Regions from separate parts of the Mus musculus genome. Here region 1 is linked to region 2. The links are chromatin contacts, called in public targeted proximity ligation maps. All regions are on one chromosome and are shown on one strand. The core of a region is the stretch at or near the end of the contact, and the rest is flanking DNA. Distances in the headings are between cores, read along the strand shown.

Region 1 (3,569 bases), core at 155-2,654, 800 kb after region 2:
CATCACAAGTGTGGAGGTCAAAGGACAGCTTTCAGGAGTTGGTTCTCTCCTACCATTTGGAGCCAAGGGTTCAAACTCAGGTCAGTCAGGCTTAGCAGCAAGCATCTTTGCTTACTGAGCCATCTTTTTAGCCCTAAGTATTTCTTCAGCCAACAGTGAGCAACAGGATGGTAAGGGGTTCCTAGTCTTGTCCCTGAAGGGAGTGGAGCTCAGCAAAAGCAAGCCCAGCTCTTGGGAGTTCATTGCTTCCAAGCTGAGCAAGCCTTCAGCCCTATGGAAAAGCACAACCTCCCGGAGATGTAAGGGATGCAGCTTCCTGGCCAAGGGCAGATTGAACCTTCTCTGTAGCCATGTTTGAGCAAATGAGTTGAATTCTCTGAGGGGAAAAAATACTCACTGTGGGACAGACAGAAACAAAGTAAGGCAAGCTACTTACTCTCTCAGAAAGCCTTTAGCTGTCTGTCTGTCTATCTGTCTGTCTGTCATAGCTGTAAGGCAGTAATTGTGTCATGTGGGGCTGGCAGAAGAGAAAGGTGGTGGGAGTGTTCATCTCTGTAGAGAGGGAGCTGTGCAGCTCTCCTGGCCTCATAGGGTGTTAGTAAGAGATGGGCTCCAGGGTAGGGAGAGGGTGGCACAGCACAGATGTAGTGCTTCAGACCCAGGGAAAAGCCGTGGACAGGTAAGGATGCCAAGGGTGTGGCCAGGAAGGGCAGGCCCTACACTCAGAGGTGGCCACACAAGTGTCCCTGGCGTTTTCTTTCCTTTTCTTTTTTAACACTGTATTTTTTGTTATATGTATAGGCATGTCTGGTGTGGGTTTGTGCATGTTTGGTGCAGTGCCTTTGGAGGCCAGAGAGTCTGTTAGATCCCCTGGAGCTGAAGTGGCAGATGGTGTGAGCCACTTGACGTGGGTCCTGGGAACTGAACTCGGATTCTTTAGATGAGCAGTATGCGTTCTTAATTGTTGAGCCGTCCTCCAGCCACCTTGGCTAACAGTCACACATAGCAGTTTCTCTGCTCCTGTGCCAGTGAGCTTGTCCAGGGGCTCAATGGCGTTTCTGGCTGGACAGCAGGCAGTCCAGGTAAAGGGGTTCTAACCCTGAGCCCGGACTCCCTTGTCTGTGCAGGAGGTAACTGGCAGCACTCCTCTTTCCAATAGGCTGCAGCCTGCTGTAACTACAGGGCTCGAGGCCCTGAGCAGGGGTCAGAGCAGGGTGGCTCTTCTGGAAACCCCTTGTCCAGGATGCCCCCTGGCTTCCTGGGGCTGTTCTAGTGGGAGCCCATCTGGCCTGGTGTGCCACATGCTGGCCAAGGTGGAAGGAGAAGCTCTGTGTTGTTGATCCCTTCGGTCCCCGTGGAAGCTGGCCCTGACCTGTTCCCTAACTTCTGTGGCCAGTGCTGAGCCCCCTCTGCTGGTGCCATGTGGTACTGCGATGCGATGGTGGCCCTGTCTCCAGCTCTCCTTTCGGTGAAGCAGATGGTAGCCCGCTGGGCAAGGTTCCAAGGCTGCTTCTGCCTGACTGGCAGTTAACAAGGGGCCTGCATGAGGGCTCCATTTTGCTGGCTAGGGAAGCATTTTCAGCAGGCAGCATTGAGGGACTATCTATAGCTCTGTGGGCTGTTTGACCTGGGAGGCGGGGATATCTGTCCTGCTCAGTGGCTTGGGCTACAGGGCCTCCCTCCCTAATACCTTTGGGACCTCAGATATTTCTAGCTTCTGGTCTGGCCTGGGTCACCTTCATTCTCCCTAGCAGCCTCTCATGTGTATGCATGCATGGTGTGTGTGTCCATGTGTCTTTTTCACTTGGGGCTAATGGTGGGGACTCTGGGTTTCATCCCTCCCACTGGAGTGGTCTCCTTCAGCTGTGGCCTGCACAGCACAGAACCACTTGCAGGTACTTGTCTATTGGGAAGCCGTGGTTAGGTGGTTAGCCTTGCTGCCTGTTTCCCATGTGTCATTCTCACAGGCTCTCCGGATCAGGATGTGGTGAGGTACCTGGGTCACAATGCCTGCATAGCCTTTAAACCCAGGCTTCTGTGACTGGTTGAGGGCTGAGCGCCAAGCTGAGCAGTGAGTCCAGGAGCACCCCCTGCTGGAGGCTGACCAGTTACAGTTAAGCTCATTGTCAGTTGTCCTGCTTTCCTTAGGTTCAGGACCTGCAGTTAGAACGAGAGATGGCACTGGCCACGAACCGGAGCCTGGCAGAGCAGAACCTGGAGTTCCAAGGTCCCCTGGAAATCAGCCGCTCTAACCTCTCAGACAAATACCAGGAGCTGCGGAAGCTTGTGGAGCGGTGCCAGGAGCAGAAAGCCAAGCTGGGTAGGGACAGCCGACCACAGACAAGCACTCTGGCCATCTCCCCTGCTGATTGATACTTCTGTTCAAAGGAGGACGAGGGAGGCAGCTGGAATACTAAGGATGCTTAGATACCCAGAATCGGAGAGGGCCAGCAGCCATTGTAGCCACTGTGCTTTGCATGTTTTTACATGATAATAAGCAAATAAGCAAAAGTGTAGGTACTGTAGTTAGTCTAAATGTTTGAGTATTTATATTTATTGTATACCCTGGTGATAATTTTCATAGTATTAAAAATGTCCTGAACTTACTATTTTTATAGATGAGGAAAACAAGGCTGGAGCCGGCCGAGGGCTTGCCTGAGGTCATCCCACCAGAGTGAGATGGAGTTGGGATTTGCAAGCATAGCCTTTAAGAGCTGAGCATCTCTCTAGCCCTGGAATGGGATTTGAATCTAGGCAGTCAGTATGTTTCACTGCCTCTGCCAACTTAGCCCCGAGCCTTGCAGAGCTGACCTAGGCCCTGTGAGGTAGGAAGGCTTCCTGGATGGCTGTGCCCTTGGCAGCTGCTTGGCCAAGACCTGAGCTTGTCCCTCAGCTCCTCTTCACCAAGATGGTGAACGCCTACATGAACCAAAAGGACCCCACAGAACCAGCTGCAGGGACTCTCTCTCCACTGGGGCCTGTTGTGGCTGAGTCCTGAGTGCTCACAGAACCAGCAGCAGGGACTCTATCTATAGTGGCTAGGCCCAAGCACACAAAGGGCATGTCACATGTCTTCCCTGAAATCAGGGTCCTCAGCTTTAATTAAAGCAGTGCTTTTGAAATGTCGACCTCTCTGCCCTTCCTTCCAGAGAAATTTTCCTCGGCACTGCAGCCTGGGACCTTGTTGGACCTTCTGCAGATCGAAGGCATGAAGATCGAGGAGGAGTCTGAGGTGAGGTGGGGAGTGGCATCCTAATCCCTTGAACGGTGGTGGGCCTCGGAGTCAGGTCTCAGGTGAGACCAAGAACCATAGAGCAGAAGGGTTTGGAGTGCGGCTTGAGTAGATGGCACTGGGGTGCTGGTAGACACACTGATGGCAGGACAGGATAGGAACACGTTCTAAGGCCCCGGTAAACACTTGAAAGCAGCCAGCACTCTCTTCTGTGTCAACAGTCTGTTTTCCTGTACACATGCTTATGATAATATATAGTGTGTAAAGCAGGCTCAGTGAGAGCTTGACAACAGCAACCACAGGCTGGGGAGGTAGTCCAGGGGACAGGGTGCTTGCT
Region 2 (3,185 bases), core at 629-3,128:
GATGTGGTTACCACTGTAGTTTGGAGTTTTCCTTCTAGTGCTTCCTGTAGGAATGGATTTGTAGATAGATAATGCTTTAATTTGGTTTTCTCATGAAATATCTTATTTCCTCCATCTATTGTGATTGCTGGTACATCAGTCTGGACTGGCATCTGTGATCTCTTTCAGTCTGCAGCACATCTGCCCTGGCCCTTCTGGAGAGTCTCAGTCAAGTATATTTCTAATAGGTCTGCCTTTATATAGTACTTAGTCTTTTTCCCTTGCAGCTGTTAATATTCTTTCTTTGTTCTATACATTTAGTGTTTTAATTATTATGTGCTGAGAGAACTTTCTTTTCTGGTCCAGTCTATTTGGCATTGTGCGTGCTTCTTGTACTTTGATAGGCATCTCCTTCTTTACATTAGGGAAAATTTCTTCTATAATTTTGTTGAAAATACTTTCTGTGCCTTTGTCTTAGTCAGTGTTTTCTTGCTGTGAAGAAACATCATAACCACAGCTATTCTTATAAAGGAAAGCATTGAATTGGGGCTGGCTACAGTTTCAGAGATTTAATCTATTGTCATCATTGTGGAAAGCATGGCAACATCCAGACAGACATGATGCTGCGAGTTCTACATCCAGACATACGTGATGATGAGAGTTCTACATCCAGACAGACATGATGCTGCGAGTTCTACATGCAGATCTGTAGGGAGCGTGGAGTGACAGAGATAGGGGGAATAAAACAAATTAAAGTTTTTCTTTTTTTGGTGTTTTTTTGTTTTGTTTTGTTTTGTTTTTGTTTTTGATTTTGATTTTCAAGACAGGGTTTCTCTGTGTAGCCCTGGCTGTCCTGGAACTCACTCTGTAGACCAGGCTGGCCTCAAACTCAGAAATCCACCTGCCCCTGCCTCCCAAGTGCTGGGATCAAAGGCGTGCGCCACCATGCCCGGCTTTTTTTTTTTTTTTTAGCAATGCTTTTTTAATATTTTGTCTTATTTATTTATGTATATGAGTGCTCTGTCTTTCTATTTGTCTGCAGGACAGAAGAGGGCATCAGATCCCATTATAGCTACTGTGTAGGTGCTGGGAATTGAACTCAGGACCTCTGGAAGAGCAATTAGTGCTCTTAACCACTGAGCCATCTCTCCAGCCCACAAATTATTTTTAATATATGTACTTCGTTAACTAATCCAGTGCCTGTATTTCTCTACTTTATGCTAGCCTCCCCCCCCAAAAAAAAAAAAAAACAGAGAAACCAAGATGTATTTAAAAGTGTACCTAAATCTCTGAGCAGCTAAATGATCTTAATCCCTAATCTGGCTGCCTCCCAGCCATGGCCCCAATAGACTGCTTCTTCTTATTGGTCTGTGTAGTGGCTATTCCTGGTTGTCAACTTGACAATATTTGGAATGAACTACAATCCGGAATTGGAAGGCTCACCAGTGACCCTTATCTTGAGGCTTGGAGATCCTTATCTGGATCTTGGTTTGGAGATCTTGAGCCATAGTGGCTATGGATTCCAGAAGATTGAATCTCCGAGTTTAAGGAACATACCTTTAATCTGGGCTACACCTTCTGCTGGAGACAATATAAGGACATTGGAAGAAGGGAGTCTAGCTCTTGCTCCTTCGCCTGCTTGCTGCGTGAGACTGAGTAACTGCTAGATCCTTGGACTTCCATTCACAGCTGCGACTGAACAATTGTTGGGAATTGGGCTGCCGACTGTAAGTCATCAATAAATTCCTTTACTATCTAGAGACTACCCATAAGTTCTGTGACTCTAGAGAACCCTGACTAATACAGTCTTGCTCTTGGAGCTTCAGGTATGTTTCTGTGCTCTCTCTGGACCCCTTCCTCATGGCTCCAGTTTCTTCATCCTCCTGGCTTATCTCAGTCTCCCTCTCTCCTTTTCTGCTCTCTCTGGCAGGCAGATATCCAGGCCTATTCTTCCTTCTGCCCAGCCATTGGGTGATCAGCATTTATTGACAAGGCAGAAAATAAATGATAAGAACTGTTTACACAAACTTGAGTCAGACATTACAAATGCTATGTCTGGATTGAAACAGGCTATGAAGGCAGAGAAATCAGCATTTGAGTAACACAAGGATTACTTTACAAAGCAGCTTGGTAGATAAAAGCTTTGTGCCTCAGAGGCATTCAAATGTATGAGCCATTTCATTTTGTCTTCTCTTCTTTTGTTTTGTTTTGTTTTGTTTTGTTTCTGATTTTTTCAAGACGGGTTCTCTGTGCAACCCTGGCTATCCTGGAACTCTGTAGACCAGGCTGGGCTCAAACTTAGAGACAGCTGTCTACCTCTGCCTCCCAAGTGCTGGGATTTTGTTTTTCTTTTGGTTTAGCATTTTCTTTGATTGAGGCTCCATTTCTTGTATCATATCTTCAACACCTGAGAGTCTCTCTTCTAGCTTGTGTGTTCTGGTGGTGAGCTTCTGTTTGAGTTCCTGCATTTTTCATTTCCAGATTTCCCTCAGGTTTTTTTTTTAATTGATTCTATGTTCACTTCCAGGTCTTAAGCTGTTTTACTCATTTTCTTCCACTGTTTGTGTTTTCATAGATGTCTTTAAAGGATATTTCATTTTCTTGATCATACTCATAAAGGCTATCTTAATGTCTTTTTCTTGTGCTTCAGTTGGTTTGCAGTTCCCCAGGGCTGCTGTGGTAGGGTGGTTTGGCTCTAGTGGAGACATATTGTCCTGGCTGATGCTGTGTTATTATGCTGGTGTCTCGGCATCTGGGTTTGGGAAGATTGTAGCACTAGGTGCTGATATCTGGTCTTGTCTTTGTTGAGTGAGTGTTTTGTTCCTTGGTTGCTGTTGACCTATCTGGTTCTTAGGAGAATGTGGTGGCTGTCTGATGCCTGGTAGGAAAATTCTTCTGATAGGTGTGACCACTCGGGGATCTCAAGTAAGATGGGTTCCTAGGTATTGAGAGCTATCACGTAGGAATGAGCTGGGGGCGGGGAGCTACAGGATGGATTCACAGGAGAGAGAAAGACAGGAAAGCAGCGCATTCCACCAGCATCTGCTTAGTCCCTCGGGACTGGGGGGAAGAGAGTGAGGAGAGGTAGTCCACTAGAGAGCTGGGGATGAGTCTGGGGGAAAGGGTGAAGATCTTCAGTTATCCTACCTGCTTCCCTGGAGAGAATAAGCTTTTCTTCTTTTTTTTTTTTTTTTTTTTTTTTTTTT

The links.
Region 1: a targeted proximity ligation map of pancreatic cancer cells shows a contact between it and region 2. A contact is called at or near these places in 1 of 39 promoter capture datasets (liver) and 1 of 130 datasets of targeted methods (pancreatic cancer cells).

The regions. Positions count from the first base shown.
Region 1 is chr19:10,708,122-10,711,690 of GRCm38.p6, forward strand. Vps37c (vacuolar protein sorting 37C) reads left to right here. Exons shown (of 5, transcript NM_181403.3): 3 at 2,149-2,320; 4 at 3,150-3,232. Among named protein-coding and RNA genes, the nearest start is that of Vps37c, 21 kb to the left of the region's middle.
Region 2 is chr19:9,906,608-9,909,792 of GRCm38.p6, forward strand. No RefSeq gene overlaps it. Among named protein-coding and RNA genes, the nearest start is that of Gm50340, 8.5 kb to the left of the region's middle.